2 separate regions of the Cricetulus griseus genome follow, and region 2 is linked to region 1. Evidence: chromatin contacts called from public Hi-C data. All regions are on one chromosome and are shown on one strand. Each heading gives the region's core, a stretch centred on a gene start, on an enhancer-like site or on the middle of the called end of the contact. The rest is flanking DNA. Distances are from core to core; before and after follow the strand shown.

Region 1 (7,920 bases), core at 3,672-6,171:
GCGTTTACTCTTAAAGAGAGCAGTGGTGTAGAGCAGGCCCTTCATCTTAGCACTTTGCAGGCAGATCTCTATGTGTTCAAGGCCAGTCCAGTCTACACAGTAAAGCCCTGCCTCAAAAACACAAAAATAGTAGTGGTGGAACCACTACAAAACACTCAGCACACATCCTGCTGAACTCCTAGCTACAGGCCAAGCACTGCCCAGTGTGTGAAGAAGGCTCCAAGGAAAGGAAGACATGGTCTATCCTGAGGAGTTCAATTTAGTGACCTCCCAGTGTTACAAAGATTTGCAATTTGAATGGCTATTCAGTTTATCTTCAAAATCTCATTCACAAGAGGCACATTTCACCTTTGTAAATGTTTTAGTATTTTGTAAAATCTCTGAAACACCCTTGTTTATAAAATAAAGGAAAAACTGACAAGTGAACATTTTACTGAACATTTTCTATGTGCCATTCATGCACTGTGCTAAATGTCTTAAGTGTCTGCATGAGTTAGAATTTTATAAGGTACTTGCTGTCCATTTGTCAGTGTTTAGATCCAGCTTATCAACCTAGATGGCAGGCCCATAATGCTCCTTCACCAGAAGGCTGTAATGGTACTCCTGTGTTACACTGACTAGATGACATACATCAGCTCTCCAGCAAGCACCAAGGACAGTATGTTCTTTAATTAACATTATACTATAGGCCAGGTTGCTGCAAGTGGCCAAATGAAATGTAGATTTAACAATGTCTACATAGTGCTGGTAGAGCTTGCTGCAGTCACCAACTCAAACATGTTTATTTTGCAGAGTTCCAGAAAGGCAATAAACAAAAAATGGTACAAATTACCCACACTCCACTGCATATGACCTGCATATAAAATGTACCACTTAATCATCATAGAAACCTTAGACAATTTATCTTACAGACTACAAAACAGGCTCAGAGAAGCTAAGAGATCATAACTAGCCTTAAACACTTAGCAAAGTGCTAAGTAGCCAAAACTAGGGTTCAAACTAGGATGGTAAATTCCAGAATTTTCTACTGAGTCACAAAGTAGCTTTTTGAAATACTAACAATAGGAAATCCCTACTAATTGAAACTCTGTAACAATTTGTAATTCTTGAAACACAAATATCATTTTGTTTCCAAGTTCTAAAGGATATTCTTAGTCTAAGAAAGAACCACACTGGATAGTTCTGTTTTCTGAAATCCAGAGCCATACTGCAGATCTCAAATCTAATAGGCAATGTTCATTGCTCAGCTTCCCTGTTCTCTTTCCCCAGTGTTTTGCCCCCGACACATTTCACTCATTTTTTATGTCTTCTATCATTAGCATATAAACTATACTAGAACAGAAAATTCTGTTTGTTATTCAGTACTGCATCTCCAGGATTTAGAGGCGTCCCAGACACTACTAGGGCTTACCAAAAACTCAAAAAGTGAATGAAAATTTGGTATTCGGTAAGAATTCAATGATCATTAGCAGCATTCTCTTTACTACCCATGTCTGTTGTACCAAATGCTGAAATGGAACCGATGGTTAAAAATATGAAGCAGGCCAGGGGTATACCTGTAAACACCGCAGTAGGAGGCTGAGGCAGCTTGAGCTCAAATCAAGACCCCCATCTCAAACAAACAAAATGAATGAGCTCAATAAAGCAGTCATATTCAGCGAAGCCTTACTTCTCAAACACCACTGGAAGATGGAGGTGAGGAGTGACATAAATTAAGTTTTGAATGAATGTACTTTTTAACGGGCAAAACCTAAAACCATCTCATAGAAATCTTTAAACATTGACAACTTGTCCTCTAGCAATTCTCATCATGCTCAGGACATGATGGGAAAACACTCTGCAGAGTGTCAAGAAAATCTAAGTGAAATATGTAAACCCCCCATTTCCTTTAAAAAACAAAAACTAGAAGGCTGAATGTAGGTAAAGCACCACTTATAATAAACAGGCTGTTCTGAGGGATGAGGATATTTAGAAAATGAAAGACAGAACCTCCTTAATACTTGTCTCCAGTTACCAAACTCACAGATAAATATCTCCAAATTCCTTACCATCTGAATATAGTGGTAAACGAGGGCATACATAGCTTGTGAGAGCCCATTAAAAGAAAGAAGAAACCTCCTTAATACAGTCCAGCCGTTACTTTCCTGTACTTGCAGCCATCACTGCCCACATTTCTATATCCCTGCAAACTGTTCATCCAATCCTCTGCCAGCATCTTCCTCTCCACTCCTGCAGTGCACTCATCTTCACACCTGTCTATCACAGCATAACCCCTGATTTTACAGAGTTCTTATTAAAGAAAGATAGCAAAAGTCAATCGAAACAAAAAAAATCATTGCTGCTGTTCCTGCAGCATGTGAATCTGGCCAAGCAGATATAATGAAAGTTAAAACTTAATCTATGAGCCTTACATGTTATAAATAATTCCAGGAACTTAAAAAAGGCAGTAAAAGCAAAACTCTTTTAAGGATCCGAATATTCATAAAAATAAACATTTAGTGTGTATGTGTGTGTGTGCAACTTCAGTTTTAGAAAATTCATCCTACAGGGACATTTGTAGCACATAACTCAGAAAATCAAGCAATCTATATAATTCATGCCTATCTCTCAAAATGAAGGTGGATCACAGGTAATGGCTTTCTAAACAGTTCTTTGGAATTTTCCTTACATAGAAGTAGAATAAAGCTTTAATTTCTGTCAAAGCACAAAACCAATCATGTTGACTTTTGCCAGCATATAAAACACTCAATATCAACATAATTAGGGGTCCAGGTAGTACCCACCTAACTATGCAGAATTTGCCTCATTTTACTAGGTGTCATTAACTACAAGCCTTACCATATCCTTAGCTAAAGGCAAGAACTTCTTTCCACAGAATACCAAACACAGGTGGCTCCTTCAATCAAATGGGATTGGCTTAAAATTTGCTTTTCAGGAAGCATATCATTTGCACCTCTGATCATTTCATCCATTTATTAATGAATTACACAAACACTGGTTCTATTATGAGAGCTTCCAGAAGGTTTTGAATAGTGATATTTCATAGTGTCCTTTGGAAACTATGTCTAACTAAGAAAAAAGGCTATTTCATGAAACAAAAAGGAAAACCAACTGATGGCATATGTTCAGTGGATAACATTGTAATTAGCATATTAACTTTCAGTTTGATTCTTTAAGGTTGAAAATATAAAGCGCTCTCTATTTCAAACTGGTGGAGGGGCAAACAGAAGTTCTGAATCACTGGAATTTTTGTTCTATTTCCTGTTAATGCAGATAGTGCCACCATTCAACATACTCATTCCACACACATTTTAAAAGCTACAGAATCCTTCCTGGACTATCTGGCTACTAGCTCTGCTTGCAACTCAGAAATCTGAAAATTCTTCCTAGGGTTCAAATTAAAGTAGCCAGCTAAGGCATACAGTAATATAAAAAGCAACTCTTCACTTATTAGAAACGCCTATATTTTTTAAAAAAAGTTTCAAACTGTCAAGTTTAAAAAGTAATTGTGGACTGACCTTTACAGAAACATTATAAGGGTATTTTTGAAAAGGAGTCAAAACTGCTATTGTACCAACAGTATGTTAAACAGTGATAGCTGAAAGCCAAAAAATCTAATCTGTTGTACCCATCAAAATTCCCAGATAAATCTGAAATTGCATAATGAGCAACATCTTTTGAGTATGCTAAGAAACTAATTCCTTTTATATGATGCCAATCAACCTGACCCCAAAATTTGGCACTTTACTAACTTACCTAGAACTGACAAAATGGATGCAAAACTGTACTGTCTGGCTGTTGCCTTGAATACAACGTAAGTGTCCGAGAACTTCCCAATGAATAAAAAGCCCATCTGCCAACAGCCTCCTGAGCTTCGGGGAACCTGAATTTCAAGAGACTAGAAGAAAAGCACTGTGTAGCAGCAAATCCCCTCCACTCTCCTGGAAAACCCTCTTATCAGAAACATTTGAAGAATTCTTCCATAACAATTAAGCGGACTTGAATGGAAACTTAGCATCTCAAATATACTATATATGGAATGAAACCTGGCCAAACACGTAAATACAAACTCACATGCTCCCTGACACTTTGGGTCTACACCTCTGCAGGGAACAATTCTACAGCATCTGCAACAGACAGATCCACCTGTCACCTGTCAGCAACGCCCAGAGACCCTCGCAAGCCTCCCGCTTTTCAACCACAATCTCGCGGTCCGTCTGGTGAATCTAAGGGGGGCACCTATTCGCAGCGGGGCGTGCTCCCCACTTCGAGGAAGGCTCGCAGAACAGCAAAATCGGAAAGGAAAAGGAGCGATGTGTTTCCTCTCCAACCTACACATAACTTCCCTGGTTCTCCCTCAACTCTGGGGCCCCTAAGTCAGCTTTATCCAGACTGGGTCCCCCCGAAAGTTGCCCGGCTCCCTCCCTCCCACCCACTTCCAGATCGCGGGCCTGGGGGCGGGTCGGGGGGCCAGGCACCCCCACCCCGGCTCTCCCCGGCGCCGGGCTCCAGGGCAGGCCCGCTCGGTCCCCCTCCCCCGACGCCCCGGAGCCCAGGCCAAGGCCCTATGTTCCCCGCCCCCACCCGCCCTGCAGGACTTGGGGGGCCTCCCTGCGCCTCGCCACGGCGGGCAGGACCCGGGCGGAGCGAGGAAGAAGGCGAGGAAGGCGCGGACGCCCCACTAGGGCCTCGCGCGCCGGGGAGAGCCGGTCCCCGAAGCAAGGCAGGCACGGGGAGCGGGCTGGGGGATCCCGCCGAGGCCCGGCAGCGCCGTCCGCTTACCCTTCGCCGCCGCCGCGGCTTCCCCCTCCTCCTCGTCCGCCGCCGCCCGCCGCCTCTCCCACTTGGGCAGCCGTCTCCCCCGTCGTCGCCGCCTCCGCCTCCGCCGCTGCCGCCTCCGCCACCACGGCCGCCGCCAGCGCCGATTCCACCCGGCAGGGGGGACACCTCAGCCCTCCCTCCCTCCCCGCTCAGCGCCCTCCGCCCGGCCGCCGCCAACTCCCTCCGGCCGCCGCCGCCGCTGCCGCCGCCGCTCGCGGCTGAGGGGGAGGGGACGGGGTCGGCCTGGGGCGCCCCGCCGCCGGCTCCTGCCGCGGATCAAAGCGATGGCCGGGGCGGCGTCGCCGCGGCCCGCTGCTCGGCTCCGGCTCGCACGGCCGCCCTGCCTCCCTCCGCCCCACCCCCCGGCCGCTCGCCTGCCCTCCCCCACCCCCCCAGCTCTCGCTCGCTCTCGCCGCGGCTCCGCCAGCCCAGTCCGCATCAAAATACGGCCACACAATATGGCGGCGCGGCGGCCGGCAAACACCGCGAGATCTGCGGCCGCGGCCCAGGCGGCGGCTGTGACGAGGCTTCCCTCCGCCGGGTGGCGGGGATGCGCTTTTCCCCGCCCCACCCCCGGCACTCGCGGTCCCCACGCCCGTCTGTCTCGCCGTGGCGGAGGGGGCGACGGCGAGTCTGGGCGCTTGCGGGCTGAGGAGACTATTGCGGCCCCTCACACTCGGGCGCTCCGGGCCGGGCCGGGCCGGGCCGGGGGCCGGGCCGGGCGGGCTGGGGGCAGGGGGAGGAACTACGCTCCGACCCTCGCGAGCGCCGCCGCGGCGGAGGGGCTCGCGGGTCCGGAAGCGGGTGACAGGCCGCACGGCTCGGCGGCCACGCACCGGGGTGGCGGGCCGTAGAGCAGGTGTGGGCCCGCAGCGGAGGCGAGCGCCCGGCCTGCGGGGCCCCTCTCCCGGCCTGCGAGCCGGACACACCCCCTTGGAGCTCCGCCGCGCCGAGGCCGCGGGTGACCCGGGAGGGACCGCGGGGACGGAGCCCGGGCGGTGCGGGACGCGTCCTGGAATCCGCGCGGCCCGAGCGGAGTTGGGATCGGGCTCTGGACTTTGAGCAGCTGTGTGTGGGGAAAAGGAAAAGGATCTCAATGGTGCAAGCGAGTTGTTTCGATTTTAATTGCGCGTTCCTAGAAGTCCTAGAAGCAGAGCCAAAGACACTTTAGCTTGGAGGGGAGAGGGGGACACTTGAAGTTTCTATCTTCTTAAAGATATACGGGTTTAATTTTCCCTCGGGGTGGGGGAAAATGCTCAACGTTCGGATGTTTCTCACAAAGTAAGATATTTGTTTTAAAATCCTGGCGTTTTCATACGTCCAAAAAAAAAAGTAGAGAGAGAGAGAGCGAGCATTATTTTTCTGACCCTGTCCAAAGTGTGCATATCGCTGCCAGTTTCTTCCTTGAAGAAATTCTTACTCCCGAGAAAAATCCCGAAGGACTGTTTTTATTAGTCTATTTCCAGTATAAGCTCCATGGGTACGGGAGTTTATTGTTTTAAAAACCCCTTTTTTTTAACATTTAAATATAATCATTCCACTTCCTTTTTCACGCTAATTAAAAACAAAAAAACAACCTGGGCCTGTGGTGGTGCACTCAGAAGGCAGAGGCAGGCAGATCTCCGTGCCTTCAAGGCCTGCCTGGTCTACAGAGTGAGTTCCAGGACAGCCAGAACTACACAGAGAAACCCTGTCTCAAAAATTAAAAAAAATTAATTAAAAAAGTAAACAAAACCTGAAGTATTGGGGTTTAGCTACAATTCAAAACCTTTATCCCTTCAGAAGTCAGAAGTGCTAATGTTTTACACTGAAACTTTAAATTTTTCTCTCTGTTGGAGATGACATTAATAAGAGTATATACTTTAAAAATTGTGTGTGCGTGTGAAGTGAAAGTAAATTATGATTTTCATAGTAGATGATGTTTTCATTAATTCAAAGTAATAAAAGTCATTGAACCCTAATGCTTCACAACAGTTCTCTGAGGAATTATTTCCATATTCAGTATAACTGAAGCAATAATTTTAGGTTAATTGAATCAATTAAGTCAATAAATAAACTAAGGCACAAGGCCAACATATACTTTGGAAATAATAGAATTAGGTACTTTAAGTAAAAAATAGTCTCGGTTAGAAATTTGTTTTATGAACTCTTCGTGTACATGTTTTAATAGAAATTAATATTTTCTATATAAAAAATGTAATGGGTATAAGTAGGTCTGATCTAAGAACAAGGAGGAGATATATGTAATATAACAGTACATCCTTGCACGAAGTCTGAAGAGCTTGGACCTCTGTCTGATAATGAGAAACCTCAGACAGCTGTGTAGAGGAAAATTCTGTGAAAGAACCAACCTATTTTAAAAACATTGACAATGTTGTAAGAAACAAAGACCTCAGGGTAAGGAAACTAAAGGGACATGGCATCTAAATGCAATGTAACACAGACGGGAAGTTGATCTCTTACCGGAAGAGAAAAAGTTTCAAAGCATATTAATGGAATAATTTGTGAAGTTGGTTATGGACTACAGGTACAACTGTTTTTGTTAACCTTCCTGAATTTGTTCTGTATGATACTCTTCTTAAAGAAACACACTGAAGTACTAACAGGGTAAAACTTTCTCCTAAGTGGCCCAGAAAAAATAAGTATGTATATTCTATATGCCCTCTGTATATGTATGTATACATTCATATTTGCCATACACATACAGAAAAGAGTGCTGATAAAATTTAAATCTTGGGCAGGGCGTTGGTGGTGCACACCTTTAACCCCAGCTCTTGGGAGGCAGAGGCAGGCGGATCTCCGTGAGTTCAGTTGAGGCCAGCCTGGTCTACAGAGTGAGTTCCAGGACAGCCAAGGTAGTTACACAGAGAAACCCTGCAAAAACTTAAAAAAAAAAAAAAAGAAAAAGAAAAAAAAAAAGAAAAAGAGAAAAAATCCTGGCCAATCACAGATATTTTAAAAGTTAAGTTTGATAACTTTAGACCATTTGTAATATCTTGCAATGCTCTGAAAGTTTGCTTGTGAACCTAGCCTTTAACAGGTGAGCCATCTCTCCAGTAAAAACAGTCTCTCATCCCTCAAGTCCGCAAAAATCTTGCT
Region 2 (7,920 bases), core at 2,979-5,478, 73 kb before region 1:
TTATTTGTCTTTAGAAAAAAACATGCATTTGAATATCAAAGAAATACTATGGCCAGCAAGACTGCTTCATATTTAAAGGTGTGAGCCACCAAGAGGGATGGCCTGTGTTGAGATCCCCAAGACTCAAATGGTGGAAGATAAGAACCAGCTCCTGGAAGTTGTCCTCTGACTTCCACACACCTACTGTGGGATTCAACAAATAAGTAAATGAATGTCAAATGAACATAACAAGGGGACACCTGTTTTAGGGAGAAAACCCAAGAAACGAAGCAACAAGAGAAAGATACATTTGATGTGTTTCCTTTTAACAATCTGGGATGTTAGTTCATCATTTCTGATGTGTAGTTGAAGCCATTCTGCAGGTATAATGTCAGAATTCTGGTTTTGTCTTGTAATAATATCATATGTCCTCTTCCTATAGAGATTGCAAATACAACATGGTGACAAATATATTTTCCCATCAGAGAGGCAGACATTTACTTAATTTGTTGCACACTATTTATTTCTCCTTCTTTAGGCCAAGGCATTTAGAGACATGAAAGTATCTTGACCTAAAACTTTCTGAAATTCATCCAAAGTAGATTGTTAGATATAAGCAAAGTAACACATGTTTTACAGCCTCTGATGCTATTGCCAAACTACTTACCAACGAGTAAGTTTAGTTGTCACTGGACAGCCACCTTCCCAGCTCTTCATCAGCAAGAATGCATCACAAACAAACCCCAAACTGCCATTAGCATCACACTATCTCATAGGCAAGGAAAAAAAAATTTTTGTAGGTGGAGTTTTCCTGTCCCACAGTTGCTCTCATATAAACATGGAGGCTTAATGGCCAATAGCTCAGGCTTATTCCTAACTAGATTTTATATTTTAAGTTAACCCACGTTCCTATTTCTTTCTTGCCACATGACGTGGTACCTTTTCTCAGTATGGCATGCCCATCTTGCTTCCCTGCATTTCTTTGAGACTCCTGACTCCTCCCTTCTCCTTCCCATCATCTTCAGTGTGCTCACCCTGCCTATACTTCCTGCCTGGCTACTGGCCAATCAGCATTTTATTAAACTAATTTGAGTGATGAATCTTTACAGTGTACAAGAGGAGTATTCCACAGCAAAATTTAGTTTAAAAAGATTATGTTGCTCACGCCTTTAATCCCAGCACTTGGGAGGCAGAGGCAGGTGGATCTCTGTGAGTTCGAAGCCAGCCTGGTCTACAGAGCAAGTTCAAGGACAGTAAGGGCTACACAGAGAAACCCTGAGGACCTGCACAGGTTCAAGCCGGACAGTGTCCCAGTGCTGAGACTGGGAGTGGACACAAGCTCCCATCCCTAATCAAGAAGCTGTCTCCAAGTGACTTCCGATTGTAAAAGAAACTTAGTTTTCTCCAGTGGCGTCTTACTGGTTATACAAATCACACTAGAGGGCAGAGCCCATGCATAGTGGTAGAAGGTCGACATAAACAAACTCAATGGTATTTTTGTAGATTCTTTTTGTCTCACATTTATCTAGCCATTAAAGAAAATCTGATTAATCTTTGTTAGCATATTATGGTTTCTGATTTTGTGTTTTTATGGTATTGTTTTTGGGTGTGTGTATCTGTCTGTTTCTTGTGCCTTAAAATTTTTTGTTATTATTATTATTATTATTTTAATTTTCCTGTTTGCTTTTTAAAGGGACAGAGAAAGAAGGTATAAAGTTGGATGGGTGGGGTGGTGGGGAAGATCCAGGAAGAAAGGAAACCACGATCAGGATATAAAAAACACTGTGGCCATCTTGAGTCCTAATCCCATGCCTGCTGCCAAGGATGATCACTGAGTTTTCTCCCTGCGGTTTCCCAGCATATTGTAAGGATGGGCAAACCCATGAGTGGAGTGTGGAGCTCTATGTCAGGACTGTGGGGCTGTCTCTGTCATAAGCGAGCTCAGAGTCTTTGGTGTCAGCTTCAGATAAACCAGGAACTCCAGCCGACATGGTTCCTTGTGCCCTGACCAATCTTGGTGCTGACAGTTCTGACCTCCCTTGCAGGGATGGGCTTGTCTTGATGCCACTCAAGACGCACTTCTCCAGTAAGTCTGAAACAAGCTGCACTCCCCTCCCTGCTGGTCTGTGGGCCACCTTCATTGTCTGTAGACACTGGGACTGGAACACCTTGGGACTGCCCCTTCCCTTCAGGTAGAGCAAAGACAGAGCAGTTGATAATGGACAGGACATGATTTTAGCAGACATGGGAAGAATCAGCGTGATGGAGAAATAGAGTTTTAGTAAATATCCCAGGCAGGAATGAGCCATCCAGGACAAAGGAAGCCATGGCCATAGTGAACTTCCTGTTGCAGCTTCTTGAATGCTTTCCAAGTCACGGCACTGTGCCTGTGACTTGTCATTCCATCTTTGCCATTTGTAAAGTGATTTTTAAGCCTTGGAGAGGAACATGTACAGAACAATGGAAAAATAAGTGGTAGATCTGGAAATCAACACAACTATAGGCACTAGATCTTGCCAAAAGCACACACCGGAGAACAGATGGACTCTTCAGTAAGCCCTGCCGAGGAAACTTGATAGCAATGCGTAAAAGAGTAAACCCAGAGGCTGCAGAGATAGCTCAGTGGTTAAGAGCACTGACGATCTTCCAAGAGGATCCAGGTTCAGTTCCCAGCACCCACATGGTAGCTCAGAACTGTCTGTAACCCCAGTTCCAGGGGATTTGATGGCCTCTTCTGGCCTCTGTGGGCACCAGGACACTACTAGTGCATACACATGCAGGCAAAAAACACCTATGCATTAACAACAACGAATGTGCTTGTTGCTCTTTTGGGGGACCCAAGTTTTTTTGTTATGTTGGTTTTTTTTGGGGGGGGTGTTTCGAGACAGGGTTTCTCTATATTGCTGGGGAGCCTGTCCTGGAACTCTCTCTGTAGACCAGGCTGGCCTCAAACTCACAGAGATCCACCTGCCTCTGCCTCCCCAGTGCTGGGATTAAAGGTGTGTGCCACCACCGCCTATAGGGGACCCAAGTTTTGTAGGAGAAACTTTGGCCAGGCTATCCAAGCCACAGGAGCCAGGCTAGCCTGCATGAGCATTCGAGGCAGGCACCTCCTCCCTGAGCCAAACCTGCTTCTACCTCCAGAGACTGCTGATGAAGAGACACCTGACCAGAGACACCAATGAGGAAAGGACAATGCAGCAGAGTCAGCCCCCTGAGCCAATAGACCTTGGGAAGGGGTATGAAGGCAGGCCTGACTTCCTCAGTAACCTGCAGCACAGGCTGCTTACTCACTGACTCCCAGTGCCTGAGTTGTTGGTGTTGTCTTCTCACTCCCTCCTCAGAGGTGTTCGAGGGGGGTAACTCACAACAAAGTTTGATTCCCAGCACCCATCTATTTATATGTAGGACATGAAGGTGGGAAGGGGCTATGAGAGGGGCGGGAGAGGCCTAAGAAAGGAGAGAAGGTGATAAGTGTGTCTGTTTTGAAGGCAGAAGGACAGTGTGGACCCTGATCACTTCCCTCCCCAGAATGTACAATGCAGCCACAGTCCTCTCTCCAGGGATCTTCTCCTATACTCAGCAGATGTTGTCTCTTGGAGTGGACCAGTCTGGAAACCCTCTACTCTAATGGTTTCTTTTGGAGCATGGCAATGTGGACCTTGTAAGAGCATGTTTCTGGAGGCTAGACTGAGAAGAGCTTGCTCAAGCTTTTTTTCTTTCAGTTTTTCCGGCTGACGATGTTTTCAACATAAAATGTTCCCTTGTAATTAGGCTGTCTGTCTGTATTTGAGTCTCCCCTCTCACCCCTCCCATCCCTCGCTTGACTTCAGTTCTGTTTAGTCAGCAGTTCAGGGCCCAGGCCACATATCAAGCCACTGACTGAAGACAGCGTCGGGTATATGTGTGTGAAGCAAGTCTGGAGGAAAAACCAGGCCTCATTCCCTGCCTTTCACTGAATTTAGTGTGGAAGGAGATTGTGTTTTTGAGGTACTGTCTTCTCCACCTCCCCTGTTAGAGGGCATCCAGACAGCGTGGAAGAGAGAGGGACAAGAAGTGACGTCAGCTGTGGGAATCCACCCAACCTAAACACAAGGAAGAAGGTGAATAGGATCTGGCAAGCAGACCACAGCTCAAGAGGCAGCCGATGTAGGATCCGGGGCAAAGCTTCCAGCCCTCAGGGTACTGAGACACCCTCTGCTTTGCATCTGCTTATGCCTTTTCCCAGCCTACTTCAACTGCAATAGCAGCAGCAGCTGCAGGAAGACTCAGCTAAAACCAAGGTGACTAAGACTGAATACTTGAGCACTGAGCTGTGAGCACAAGGGTCTCCACAGCACAAAAGATAGAAAAGATAAAAGCCAGGAAATGATGGAAAAGGTTTTCGTTTTGTTTTGTTAAAAGGACACACACTTAGAATTTAATTTGTTCCCTGGGTTTGAACATATGCTACTAAAGAGAGAACCAAAATGAAAATATTGTGTTTCTTTTCTGAGATAGGGTCTCATGTTAGCTAGAGTGGCCCCAAACTCCTTAAGTAGCCAAGGCTGACTTTGAACTCTTGATCTTCCATCCTCTTTATCTCCCAGAGCTGGGATTACAGGAATGACCACCACTGCTGTATTATAATTTCAAGTCTGGCAATACAGAGAGGAGGAATCTCATGAGATATGTGGCATGGCATCAACCCCGGGCCAAGAGGGGTAAGCCCAGGAAGTGACTATGTGTTTAGTGTCACGGCCCTGAACGCCCCCAGATGCTGTAACTCTGAATAAGTCTGCAGTGCAAGTTCTAAGTGAGGGTTTAACTCTAGTGACCTGAATCATCTGATGATGTTTGGGACCTGCTAGGCAGGCTCCATGCTACTCATTAGGGAGTATTTTAGCTATAGAACTGCCAGATTTTTGTGTTTTAATGGAAGGCCCCTGGAAACAGAACAACCAAAAGTGAGGAATGGCTTTGTGACGAGAATGCTCATACCACAAAATCCAAGCTTTGAGGAAGCCTGATGTCTGGCCCACAACACCGCTGATGTTGGTACTCCTTAGGAGAACACCCAAGGCTAGCTGTGTAGGACTGTGAGCACCATGGAGCAATGAGGCTCCGGCCCCATGCTAAAGAGAGAGCCTGTAGGGGTGGAAGCCTCAGGTACCAGGAGAGCAGGGATCTGGGTGTTTGCTGCAGTATTCATGTGGACAGTTTCTGAACCATGACACAACTAGCACAGACATGCAGTGAAACAGTGGAGGGACTGGTTTATATACTATTATACACTGTTAACACAAGTAAAGTAAGATGAGCTAGCAACAGGAAAGATCATGGCTGTTCTCGGGCAGGGGGATGGCTGTGCTTTCGAGTTGCCTGTGGATTGGGCGTTATTTTCTGATTTGTTGATTCCTATCGGATCTCTGGTTGGTGACTTCTATGATTCTGAGCCTCCCCCGCCAAGTGCCTTTCTCATGCTCGTTCTGTGTCGTAAACACTTTTTATTTATTTTTGTTTTTGCTAAAGCTTCTTTTTAAAAATAACTTTGATGGCTTTAAATTTCTGTACATTATAGACTAAATGTTTGTGTCCCCATTGTTAAGGCAGGCTTTGGAATCTATTCACCAGGGCTCCTTTGGGACCTCTGCAAGGTGGTTAGGTCACAAGGGCCCTTGTAAGAGCCTTGGCAATGGAAACATGTAATCCCAGCACTTGACAGGCTAAGGATGGTAGTGGATTTGAGGATAGCCTGGGCTATGTGGGAAGACCTCTCTCAACAAAGCAAAGCAAAACAACGTAGACGAGGCCTTGGAGTCCCGACTTATCTTCTTCAATGTGAGGACAAGGCATAAAGATTTATGATTCTGGGATGGTCCTTCTGCAACTTAGAATTAGCTGCTATCTTGATCCCGGGGCTTGTCAAGCATCTAAAACTGTAAGAAATGTATTTAACTTGTTAAAACTGATGGAATGGACTCTATACACAATACCATAAAATAGCAGTGCCAACTGCCTGACATGAATTTTACATTTTTCAAGTTGCACTGTGTGTGTGTGTGTGTGTGTGTGTGTGTGTGTGTGTGTGTGTGAGTGTGTGTGTGTGTGTCTCCATGTGAGTGTGTGTGTGTGTTTGGTGGTGGTGGGCATTTGTCACAGTATGTATATGGAGGTCAGAGGACAACTTTTCAGGAGTCCGTTCTCTTCTACTTTGGGTGCTGGAGACTGACTTCAGGTCGTCAGAGCCGGTGGCAAGTACCCACTGAGCCCATGAATATTGATATTTCTTGTGTAACCTTTCCACAGTGAACATGTAGCCCATTTCTGTCACCCTTAAAGTCTGTGCTTCCCTTCTCAGGGAGTCCTGGTCTACTACCCTCTGCTTGCTGTCACTGTGGAGTGCGCTGCCTTTCCTGTGGAGGTACTAGACAGGATGGGATCTTCTGCACCTTCCCTTCAACAGTGTGATGCACTGGACACCCAGGCAGGCTCTGTCAGCATCTGCCCTTCCCAATGCTGACTGTATCCCACTTGTATAGATGTTCCAGAATCTACCTCCTGCCTCTTGATGGACATTTGGTTCATTTCTAGTTTTCAGCCATGAGTAAAGCTGCCGTTAACATTTGTGTAAGTCTGTGTCTGAGATGACCTCTTCCTCTCCTGTGCAGCGCACTCTCATTCCACTGAAGGCAATGTACAGCAGCTGTTGAAAGCACAACCTGAAGAAGTCACTTGATTCTGAATTCTTACCCAGGAGCAGTAAGTTGTGTGACTGTGGGCCTGTTATGTGACCTTAGCCTTTCTTTGCTTCAACTCTGTATATTGTCTGTTCTTTGAGTTTTTGTGAGGCATGGACATCAGTACCTGTGGTGCTTTGAAAGAAAATGGCTCCCATAGACCTAGCGAGAGTAGCACTATTAGGAGGTGTGGCTTCATCGGAGTAGGCGTGGCTTTGTTGGAAGAAGTGCGTCACTAGCGGCAGGCTTTGAAGTTTCAAATGCTCAAGCCAGGTCTAGTATGGCATTCACTTCCTGCTGCCTGCCAATGTGGAAGTAGAACTTTCAGCTTCTTCTCCAGTATTGTCTGGCTGCATGCTGCCATGCTTCCATGCCAATCCTCCCCGACTGAACCTGTAAGCTAACCCTGCTTTAGATGTTGCTGTGGTCATGGTGTCTCTTCACAACAGTAGTAACCCTGACTAAGATAGCAGGTGGCACAGTTACAGTCAGGGCGGAGCTTATCTGCTGCTGAGATCTTATCAGGCCTAGGTCATTGCCTTTGGAGGGCGGAGAGAGAAGTTTGTGGAATGTGTGGCCTCACTTTTGCTTGGCATTTTTACTATCAATCTAGGCAAAGGGGATCGTAGCCACTTAACAAGTGGCCAGCCTCTTGACATGATGTCATCTACAAAAGTTCATGCTTGAGAACTTTAAAATTGAGTTACAGAAAACATTTCATGCTTTGAGTAGCTTTTCCATTTTGTGTCTGGCAGGACACATGTGCAAGGTGAGTGGGCTGCATTCATAGCTATCCTGGGGTTCATGCAGTCCCCAGGCCCATGCTGGACACATGTGCATGGCGAGCAGCCCCAAAGTGATCTCAGAGGCAAAGCTACTCGGCCTCAATCCCCAGATTGTCACTCACTGCAGGTGACATGGGAGCACCACTCTCTCTGCTCTATGTGGGTGACACAGACACAGAGGGGAAATACAGGCTCCAGTGTGTTGATGAGAATATTCCACTGCAGGGTGGAATATTCACACCGAAAGGAACGAAGTTTAATAAAAAAAAACATTAGGCATAAGATTAAACAGCCTTGAGGTAAATGTACCAATAAGAAAAAAAAGAGAAAAAAACAGAAACCCGAAGAGAAAACCACTGGACAGGGTAACCAGAAGTCATCTGGGCCCACAGCTGTCCTGTGAAAGTCAGGCAGAACACTATTTGATGACCCCTTGG

Evidence for each region. Hi-C and Micro-C count contacts between places; a contact is called where the count stands out from the background.
Region 2: a Hi-C map of the CHO-K1 cell line shows a contact between it and region 1, with 3 times the contacts expected there. The contact joins the enhancer-like site here to the promoter of Tab2 in region 1. A contact is called at or near these places in 2 of 8 Hi-C or Micro-C datasets (both in the CHO-K1 cell line).

The regions. Positions count from the first base shown.
Region 1 is chr2:280,158,988-280,166,907 of CriGri-PICRH-1.0, reverse strand. It overlaps Tab2 (TGF-beta-activated kinase 1 and MAP3K7-binding protein 2), which reads right to left and starts at 4,921. Exons shown (of 8, transcript XM_027402047.2): 1 at 4,783-4,921.
Region 2 is chr2:280,231,304-280,239,223 of CriGri-PICRH-1.0, reverse strand. No RefSeq gene overlaps it. Among named protein-coding and RNA genes, the nearest start is that of Zc3h12d, 44 kb to the left of the region's middle. Within about 2 kb of position 4,228, at least 2 of the 6 cell types and tissues checked have open chromatin away from gene starts, as enhancers often do. A contact at or near this core is called in the CHO-K1 cell line, where this site is marked.